Linked DNA regions of Mus musculus: regions 2 and 3 are each linked to region 1. Evidence: chromatin contacts called from public promoter capture Hi-C data. All regions are on one chromosome and are shown on one strand. The core of a region is the stretch at or near the end of the contact, and the rest is flanking DNA. Distances in the headings are between cores, read along the strand shown. Region 1 holds the start of Rab28 (RAB28, member RAS oncogene family). Region 2 holds the start of Bst1 (bone marrow stromal cell antigen 1). Region 3 holds the start of Tapt1 (transmembrane anterior posterior transformation 1).

Region 1 (3,211 bases), core at 139-2,638:
TATAAAAATATTCTAGCTTTTGTTGAATTAAAGTTTAGAAATAATGCTGATGTACAACAATTTGCTTCTTCGAAACGTTTAAGTGCACTTCCTAAACAGAAGCAGCCAAGCTCTGTTCTTTGCTCAAAAAAAAAAAAAAATAGCATCACATTAGACTGTTTTCTTCGGGACAGTGCTCTACGGGCAAGTATCCTGGGAACCCAAGGAATGGAATAACAGAAGACTCCAATTTTTGCAATTAGAATGAAACCGTGTGTAGCGGCCCTTGGAGCCCAAATTTCAGAACCAAAGCACGAAAGCGTGTGCAAAGCTTCCTTCCGGGAATGATGCAAAAGCTGTCACCACAGAAACCAGGTCCAACTCCAGCGCAGTCCCAGAGGCGGGAGAAGACGGGACGCTGGCAGGGGCAGAGGAAGAGGAACTTAAGCTACCTTCCCCAGGAGTGCTGCGACAGGTGTGAGGGCGCCCGGAGAAGCCGGCATGGCTTTAGTGGGAAGGTTAACCCGCAGTCGCTCGGAGACGCTAGGGACCCTCTCCCTAGAGCAAGTACCAGGCACCGAGGCAATGTTTATCCCATGTCAGTTCACAACTTCGGGTCGAGAACTTGGACCTAGGAGGCAGGGGACTAACTGCCTGCGGGTCCTCTCCTGCACGCGCCCATTCATCCCAGCAACCAACGGTCGCAGAAGGCTAGGCTTTAAAGTCCCTGTGTCCCCCGACATCCTCCTGCCCAGCACGGGAGCTCAAGAAATACCTATTGAATGAACCCTTGCACGGACGGGTGCTAAGAATGGAACTAAAGTGAGAGAGGACACTCAAGAGGCAGCTAGCGTGTGGGGAGGGCCCTCGGCCAGAGTGCATCGTCGCCATTCGTGTGGGTCCGGGTGGTGGCCCCCACCCCAGGAGCTGGCCTGGTCCCGCGGGCCGGCTGGCGGGCGGGCGGCGGGCACGCGCACAGGGCGCAGGCGCGAGCAAGGCCGCGGCCTGAGGCGAGCCAGGCCAAGGCTGGGGAGGACGCAGTGCTGGACAGCGCTCCGCTCCCCGAGGGCCCGACACGCCCGACCCGGACCACGCTTTCTGCAACCCAGGGAGCCGGGTCCGCTGGAGGACTGACCTTCCCCGAGGTGCCGTCCCCCAGCACGACGATTTTCAGTTGCCGGTCCTGGCTCTCCTCCTCAGAGTCTGACATGGTGTCCGAGGATGCTGGCCTGCCCCCGAGGTGGAGGACGGGAAAGAGGAGGCCTCCGGGGGCGGGGGTGAGGAGGCCGGCGGGCTGCACGAGCGGGTCCCCCGCCCCGGCGTCTCCTCCGCCCTGAAGGAAGCCAGGGAGAATCACTCACCGGCCGCCATCTTGCCCTCCTCCCCTCCCCCAGCAGGGCTCCGCCCCCCGGAAAGCCCCGCCCCTAGCGTCACTCAAAAGACGTCCCGTCCCCGCTCCAACCATCACACTGCAATGGGGGAGTACGTAGACGCAGACCGGGCGTCCCGGTTTGCTCGTGGGGAACATTGGCTAGGAGACAAAAGCAAGTTTTTTTTTTTTTACAGTGAAGTGAAACCACATTAGAGAAGAGTAGCTCTCGGGTGCCCTGTCCTTCTTTCTTGTTTTCATGAGGTCTGAGAACATAACTCACATGATTGATTTAGTCCAAGGGGGCGGGGACATGGTGAGGTTTTGTTGCCATGGAAGCCTGGAGCCTGAAAGAGGCGCGGGGGCGGGGTCTGTTTCTGGGCAGCCGGGGACGCTTCGGGCTGCGCGTGCACAGGATCCTTCCTGTCGGTGAAGGTGAGCACCCACCAGGAGGTTGGTATGCTAGTGGAGCTGCTGGAAACTGCTAAGGCCACAGCTGAGGGGGAGACATTTAGAGTGACCTGGGGCTCTAGTGCTGGCTCCTTTTACCCTCTTTAACTCTTCGCGTTCTAAAGACCCAGACTCTAATTTCATTAGTAAGACAGAACTGAGTGAACCATCATAGTCTTTACCTCTGCAAGCCTCAGAGTGGCCCTGGAGCCCTGGGGTTCCCGTGTCGTTAAAACAACCTTCCATAGTAGGATCAGGGCCTCCTTTGCCTGTGTTACCTTCAGGATCTCACAAGTGTAGTTTGCTGGAGGAAAATTGTTGTGTATGAAGTTCCAGAGAATGATGCTGCTATATAAAATGAAACCAGTTGTGTGTAACAACAGTATTTTAAATATCTGTGACAAGCTAAGAGCATTTAAATGAGAGTTTAAATATTTAAAGCCATTGTTTGTAAAGTAAAAAGGGGAAAGATCTTGTGTATAAGACTTGAACATTTCCAAGAAACAATCTAAAGGAAAATAGAAGTAAAACACAAAATACAAAAATGTCATTGGATTCTCAGGTACAGCATTCATAACAGGACCAGGTAGTAGACCCCTGCAAAGAGTAAACAAAAAGTTGTGAGAAGAATCCCAGGCATTTTATGAAATCAGGGATCTTTGCAAATACAACACTGGTTTTAACATAGCTTTTCGGGATTATTACAAACTATTTTAATACCTGCACATTCAAGGAGTGTGTTCATTCATGAAACACCTAAACTATAGATGGGTAACATCTAGTCCTTAGAATAATCTCTCATAGTTTCTCACTGCAAATTCCAACTAACTACATCCTAATACCATTGCTCTACCATGTATGACTTCTCAGATCAAACCAAATCTCCCCACACTAAAGATGTTTAAGGTGACTCAACAATGCTTAATCTTTCAAGTATCAGTGATCGTTGCTTTCTTCACAACACTTCTGAGCATTGAGGACATAGAAGAGAACAAACCTATGGGACTTAGTCTGAAGGGTGTAGTAGTAGACTACATCACGTAAAGATATCAAGGTCTCCTTAGCGAATAGTAGCCTGTGTAAAAGATGTAATTTCCAGATGTGATTACAGATCTAGTAACAAGAAGACTATCTAGTAAGACTTCAATTCATTCACATATATCCTTATAAGGAAGAAATGGAATCTGAGTTGGCTCAGACAGAGAGACAGAGAGAGACAGAGAGAGAGAGCAATATAACCATGAAAACAGAGATGGCAGTGATGGAGCCACAAACCAAGGAATGCCGGTGGCCAGAAGAAACTGGCAAGGAGAGAGAACAAATTCCCTTCTGGATCTTTCAGAGGGAACATATTCCCCACACCTTAAGTTCAGTCCAGTGGCACTGATTTAGAACCTCTGACCCCACAACTTC
Region 2 (2,809 bases), core at 221-2,720, 2.1 Mb after region 1:
CACAAGAGATGGAGCAGCAAGTTCCACTGAGAACACAGAGGTGAGCTAACACTACGCTAGAAATGGCTAGCAACACACTTGCAGTTTCTGTGTCATCTGCTGAGTTGCTTTCCCGTCCAGAGAAATTCCACAGGTTGTCACAGAAGTATAGAAAGCGCAGTGAAAAGTTTCCCTTTGACAAGGAAGCCCACTGAGTAGCTGATCTCTTGAAACATTTGATTCAGATATTGGAATTACTCATACTGACCTGCTCTAGCACAACACAGTATGTTGGGTTTTCCCAAAAGAAAGTAGTTGGCGGGGCTTAGGAATTCAGGAAAGAAATTCACATTTTCCTCACAGGAAAAAAAAATCTCACTTAGGAAATTGTTTTTGAAAATGATCTTTGTGTAACAATCTTGGCATATTATAGTGATTGGTTTTTTGGGGGTTTTGGGGACTTTTGGGGTTGCTGTTTATTTACTTTTTTTGGCAATTTCTTTTTTAAAGAAAGATTTTTTTATTTACATTTCAAATATTATCCCCTTTCCTGGTTTCCCCTCTGAAAATTCCCTCTCCCCTCTCCCCTCCCCCTGCTCCCTAACCCTCTCACTCCCATTCCTGGTCCTGATATTCCCTTATACTGGGGCATAGAGCCTTCACTACCATGCAAGGCAATCATCACAGAACTCCAGAATATGAGTGTAAACATCTCTAATGGGTATTTTGGCTTCATTGGAGTTATCCTTTGGTCTTCAAAAATTCACATCCATCCTACATGATAAATTCCTTTACCTAACCTACCGTCCCCTACAATTATGAACTTATTTTAGTATCAATTCAAGTCCCCAAATCTCACATCTAAACTGCCTAAATTACAAAGGAGTGTAGCTCTGACCGTACTGTATTCTCAGACAAAGTTATCTGTGAGCACTTGGAAAACTAGAAAACAAGCCCTGTGCTCCAGAATCCATGGGGCAGGTGTAAGTGATGCCTGTGGACGATGTCCCTCACAAAGGAAGAAAAGGAAAGACAAAACAGGCACCAGTCAGTCACATCCAGAGTCCACCCAGACAAACTCCCTAAGAGTCAACTTAGGAATGGCATGTGATTCTTGTCTGTGCCCTTGTGCCTTCGGCTTTTCTCAAAGCCATCAATTTTCACTAAGGGTAGCACATGTCTCTCCTGGAAAGACTGTGTGAACCAGGACAGAATTTAAGTTTGCTTAGGGCTCACATGGTAACAGATTTCTATAGAGGTGTGTGTGTGTGTGTGTGTGTGTGTGTGCGCGCGCGCGCTTCAAATTCCCATTCCCTTTGGGGTCCCTCCACGAGGCGTCTTTTGCCAGGCAATGCCCTAAGTTTAATTTCTGTCGTAATGGAAGAGGAAAGAGGATGGGAGGTGGGCTGGCTTGGCATCTGGATGAGTCCTGCCAAAGCTCAGCTAAGGGGAACCGCCTCCTCAGTGGAAGAGGAACTGGGAGGAGTCCAAGAGGCCACGGGCTAGAGGAATCAAAGTCTTCTTGATGGCTGTCCAGGGAGGCCTGTTGTCTCTGTGGCTGTGGCTATGGCTGTCCTTGCTGACAGTGCTTCTGGGGGCAAGAGCGCGGTGGACAGGGGAGGGTACCACTCCTCACCTCCAGAGCATCTTCCTGGGCCGCTGCGCAGAGTACACCACGCTGCTGAGCCTGGGGTAAGTGCTAAGCCAGACAGTGAAAAGGCAGAAGGGTGGGGTGAGGTGAGGGCTTTGGAAAGTCAGGTGGAGGGACTAGCGGGACTCCATGCAGGTGATGTGTATGTAGGTGATTCTTAGGGACAAGATCCCCTGTGCAGGGGATTTCCAGACCCGGGAGGAAACTGCTAAGGCTGCCCCTGTGGGTGTAGAGGTGAGGAGAAAGCTGTAATGCGACACCAGTCTAGAGGTGAATTTGAGTGAAAGAGCCTTGCCTACTATCAACAACTGCCAGTTTGGGTATTTTGAGCACCACTTGGGAATTAGCTCCCCTTGTCCCATCTAGAGGATTCTGGTTCCCCCTACCTTGTGCACACTGTGTTTCCTATTGAAATAATTTCCTTCTCTGGATCTGCTTTTTTGTGTTGTTACACCACTCTTTCTCATGCCAGTTGTTTTTAATTGGGATGCAGCTCAATAAAATAAAATGAGAGAATAACATAAGAAGTCAGGTTGGTCATTGTCACCAAAGGTAGGACAACATGACCATTGCTATAGAACGTGATTTTGAAAGGCGTCCTGGACCTCAGGAGTGAAAACTGGCCCCAGAAGCCACTCTGACTCAGTAGAGGAAACTGCTCCCAACACTTGGCATCCACTCCTATCTTCCCAAGTCTTGCCTCCTGACTTGACCTCAGTGGGCCCAGAGACTCGCCCTCTAATGAACCTGAACAAGGAGCTCCACTCTTGTGTCTTAATGAATAGGCGAAAGCCAGAGGTGTGGTTCAGTGCTAGAACAGTTGACTACATGATACATGTGCAGTACCTCCACCACAGACAGAGGGGGGGGAAGGGGGAGGGGAGGGGAAGGGGGAGGGGGAGGGAGAGGGGGACGGAGAGGGAGGGGGGAGGGAGAGGGAGAAGGAGAGTTCTGAAAACCAGAAGTTTCCTGGTTTATTGACATTGAAATTGTCACTTTCTAGCATCACTTTTATCTGTGGCCTTGTCTGCTTCTGTCATAAGTCTGGAGGTGGGGATGGGGTAGGGGACTGCTTTCCTTAAACTGGAGAACTCTGTTTTGTTGTGTGCACAGAATGTGTGTGTGTGTGTGTGTGTGTGTGTGTGTGTGTGTGTGTGTATGTGTGTGTGTTGTGCCTGT
Region 3 (3,235 bases), core at 459-2,958, 2.5 Mb after region 1:
AAACCTGTTAAGTATATGATGCTCAGTGCACTGCCTCTGTGATGAATGAGTGTGTGCTATGATGTTAAATTTATACAAGTCCAAGTATCCAGCTCAGCCCAGGGGTGCTCACTACTTCAAAAGTTCAAGGTCTGTGTTAGTACCAGGGAAGAATAAATGCACTTCACTTCAGAAGTTCAAGGTCTGTGTTCACCAAAGGCTCTGCACAGCTTCATTGTCTTTCTTCATGCAAACAACATAAAGGCTTTCCTGAAGCTTGAAAAGATTTCAAAGAAACCGTAGTGAAACCTGGTCGCATCTATTTGCTTGCCCTAGTCAAGTCTAAGTGAACAAGCGGCTGAGAGATTGAAGACTTTGGTTTACTTAGGTATTGCCAATTTAGAAAGCAAACATTCCTGCAAGCAAGTGTTTAACTGACAACTAAACCAAATAGAAAATAAAGGGGGAAAAAAAAAACCAAACAAACAAGGCACACAGCTGGTGCCTGAGTTTTCAAAGATATGGAGACTGATGCAAAACTCTATGTCCAATTCTGAGAATTAGCAAGTCTATCAGGATCTATCCACCAGTCTTACAGACTTTTAGGACTCCTATAATTTCAATACCCATAGTGAATGGAGTCAACCTTATAACTTGAACGAGTATTTATATAAGCTGCAGGACCTTATTCCACTGCATTAGCTCAGAATAAGTTGGAAGAAATGTCATCAAGTTGCTGTCCAAGATCTTGGATCTACGATGCAAGAATTAAAATGCAATCACTATTATACCCAATGAAACGGCCAAGCCAAAACTTTCCCTTTTGCTTCCGGGCTTAATAGAACGCTTCAGTGTAAATACCAAAGCTGTTAAAAGTTCTTAATAAGATCCTTGAACACAGGGGATTGTAATATTTTAACAGTATGCTTCAGAGCTTATGGACAGTAGGGCTTAAAAGTGGTACGTATTTTCTTGTGTGACAAACTGTTTCTTCTGGCTTAAGTTTTAGTTTAGGAAAACTCCACATGTAACATTTTAAGGGGTGCCGCACATTTCTGTTTGAGAGAAAACTGCTGAACTTCACGGTCACGACCACACTGTCAGCTGAGTCTACGAAAAATGGATTCGGCGGGCAAGTTAACAGGTTTCCGAGACTCAACTTCGCATAAAACCATAGGGGGAAGAGTCACCTCGGCATTGACATCGCCTAGAAAGCCCTGCGTTTCCCATTTTTGACCTCCTTCGGATGTGGGAGATGCCTGTCACTGTTGAGGCCGGTCGCGAACTCTCGGGGACCGGGGACCGACGATCTCCCGGGCGCACCTGGCTCGGGGATGGCTGCGGGAACGTCGGGCCGCGCGCACTAGCCGCCGGGGTAGCTGTCACCGGCCGTGGGGACATGGGAGCCACCGGAGCCGCGGCCGCTCCGCGCGCAGAGGGAAGGCGCTGGCGTCCCCGCCACCACAGCCCGGTCGGCCCCTCGGTAGCCCGCCGCGGCCTAGTGCCGCCCGCCCGCCCGCTCGCTCGCTCGCCTCACCTGCGCGGCCGCGGCGCTTCTCCCGCCGCCGGTCGCTCTCGTAGAAGCCCAGCGTCTCGGTGTGTTGGGGCGCGGGCCCATGGCCGCCACCACCCGGCTGCTCCGCCTCGCCGCGGCCGGTCCGCTCGGGGCCGTCCGCGCCGCCACCGCCGCCTTCTCCCGGGGCGGCCGCGTCGCAGACGCCCGCCATGTTCCGAGAGCCACACACTGTCCCCGCCACCTCCCTCCAGCCGCCCGCCCGGCCTCCGCCTCCCGCCGGCCCCCTCGCCGCCTCGCCCCGCCCCTCGCCCGGGCAGCCGCCATCCGTAGCCCGCCGGCCGGCGCGCGCCATTGGCGTCAGCGGCGCGTGGGAGGCCGCGGTGGCCGCCGCCACGGCCGCCGCCATCTTCTTCCTGCCGTCGCCGTGGCGCGCGGCGGGCTCTGCGGACCGGGGCGCCGCGCCGGGCTCCATGCCGCCGGGTCGCGCGGTGGGGGACGGTGGGCGGCAGCGGGGCTCGGCGTGGTTGTCCGCGCGGCCGGAGCCCCTTGTGCCCGTGCGGTGGCCGGAGTGCGCCGGCGCGACCCGCCTGGCCTTGGCTGCACGGCGACTGGGGCCGGGCTCCAGCTCTGTGGCTCCCGCCGGCGCCGACCCGGTGGCTCTGCTGTCTTGGCTGCATCTCTCCTGCATATTTATGATCGTCTGTCACATTCCCTGTCCGTGGACAGTGTCCAAAGCCTAGCTCGGGGGAGCGTGCCAACAGGTGGGGGACTCGGCCCGACGGGCAAAGTGCTCGATGCGCCTAAAGCGCCGGGGACATTCTGGGTTGCCTTTCGGGAATAGGGTTATGTGACTGCGGGTGGCAGCCAAGGCGGCCTGGTTCTGTCAGATTGTCACCGCTTGCCGTGAGACTTGTGACCCTTACCCCCTCACTGGTAGTCACGGATAGCCGCGCTGAGACCAACGGATGCTCGCTGGGTGCAAATGAATCCGCCTCAGCCTTGGAAGACCTTCACCTGGGATTCCTACATTCTTGCTGTGCGCTCCTGTAACGCACGCGGTGGCCCCTGGATTGCCTTCATGCCCACTTCGGAATTAACCTGCATTGTGGCAACTTTTTAAATGAGTAGAAGCATAGCAAATACCTCTTCACTCTCTAAACTGCCCTACACTTAAGCCGAGAAGCGATGGAGCAGGCCTAGAACATCCAGGAGAGCCTTAGAGATGGAAAGCTAGATACCCGATTGCAAACTCCGCAACTTTTCTGTACTGTACTGCAGCAAGGCCATTTGACAGTAGGGCGGGATGAAGGGATAGGAGGGTTAAAGAGGAACTTGCAAAGTCCAAGAAATCCCAATCCCAATTCAATGTAAACTTTACATTGTGGAAAACCAAACACTGCAGAGAATATTATTTAAAGTCAGTTTGGTTTTATTTGGTAAAACTGGATCTTAAAAACAGTGCCCTTGACAAAGCTCCAGCATCATGAAAATCAAAAGACACAGAGTTTTATATACTGTAAGGTTTCCTCCAACCTAAGTTTATTATCTGTGTTCCAAATCTTAAATAGTCAAAGAAGGGAGAGGGGCCCTGTCAGGGTTGCTATTTAAAAACTCCTGTTTTAAAATGATATTGCTAGAAACCTAAGACTATGTCTTTCCTTTATAAAGATTATATTTGGTTGCTATTTATATGTTCCTCAGAGATTTTCCTGGTTCGATACTATCAAACCCCAAAATAAG

Evidence for each region. Promoter capture Hi-C pulls out the DNA fragments that hold promoters and counts their contacts.
Region 2: a promoter capture Hi-C map of pre-B cells shows a contact between it and region 1. The contact joins the promoter of Bst1 here to the promoter of Rab28 in region 1. A contact is called at or near these places in 3 of 39 promoter capture datasets (hippocampal neurons, liver and pre-B cells) and 1 of 115 datasets of contacts at active chromatin or transcription factors (large pre-B cells).
Region 3: a promoter capture Hi-C map of pre-B cells shows a contact between it and region 1, with 3 times the contacts expected there. The contact joins the promoter of Tapt1 here to the promoter of Rab28 in region 1. A contact is called at or near these places in 4 of 39 promoter capture datasets (the C10 cell line, liver, neutrophils and 1 more), 2 of 484 Hi-C or Micro-C datasets (CD4 T cells and muscle stem cells), 1 of 115 datasets of contacts at active chromatin or transcription factors (regulatory T cell precursor) and 1 of 9 other capture datasets (adipose tissue).

What each region holds. Positions count from the first base shown.
Region 1 is chr5:41,706,791-41,710,001 of GRCm38.p6, forward strand. Rab28 (RAB28, member RAS oncogene family) reads right to left here and starts at 1,389. Exons shown (of 7, transcript NM_027295.3): 1 at 1,115-1,389. The coding sequence starts at 1,189.
Region 2 is chr5:43,817,423-43,820,231 of GRCm38.p6, forward strand. It overlaps Bst1 (bone marrow stromal cell antigen 1), which reads left to right and starts at 1,471. Exons shown (of 9, transcript NM_009763.3): 1 at 1,471-1,671. The coding sequence starts at 1,505.
Region 3 is chr5:44,224,898-44,228,132 of GRCm38.p6, forward strand. Tapt1 (transmembrane anterior posterior transformation 1) reads right to left here and starts at 1,709. Exons shown (of 14, transcript NM_173764.3): 1 at 1,517-1,709. The coding sequence starts at 1,706.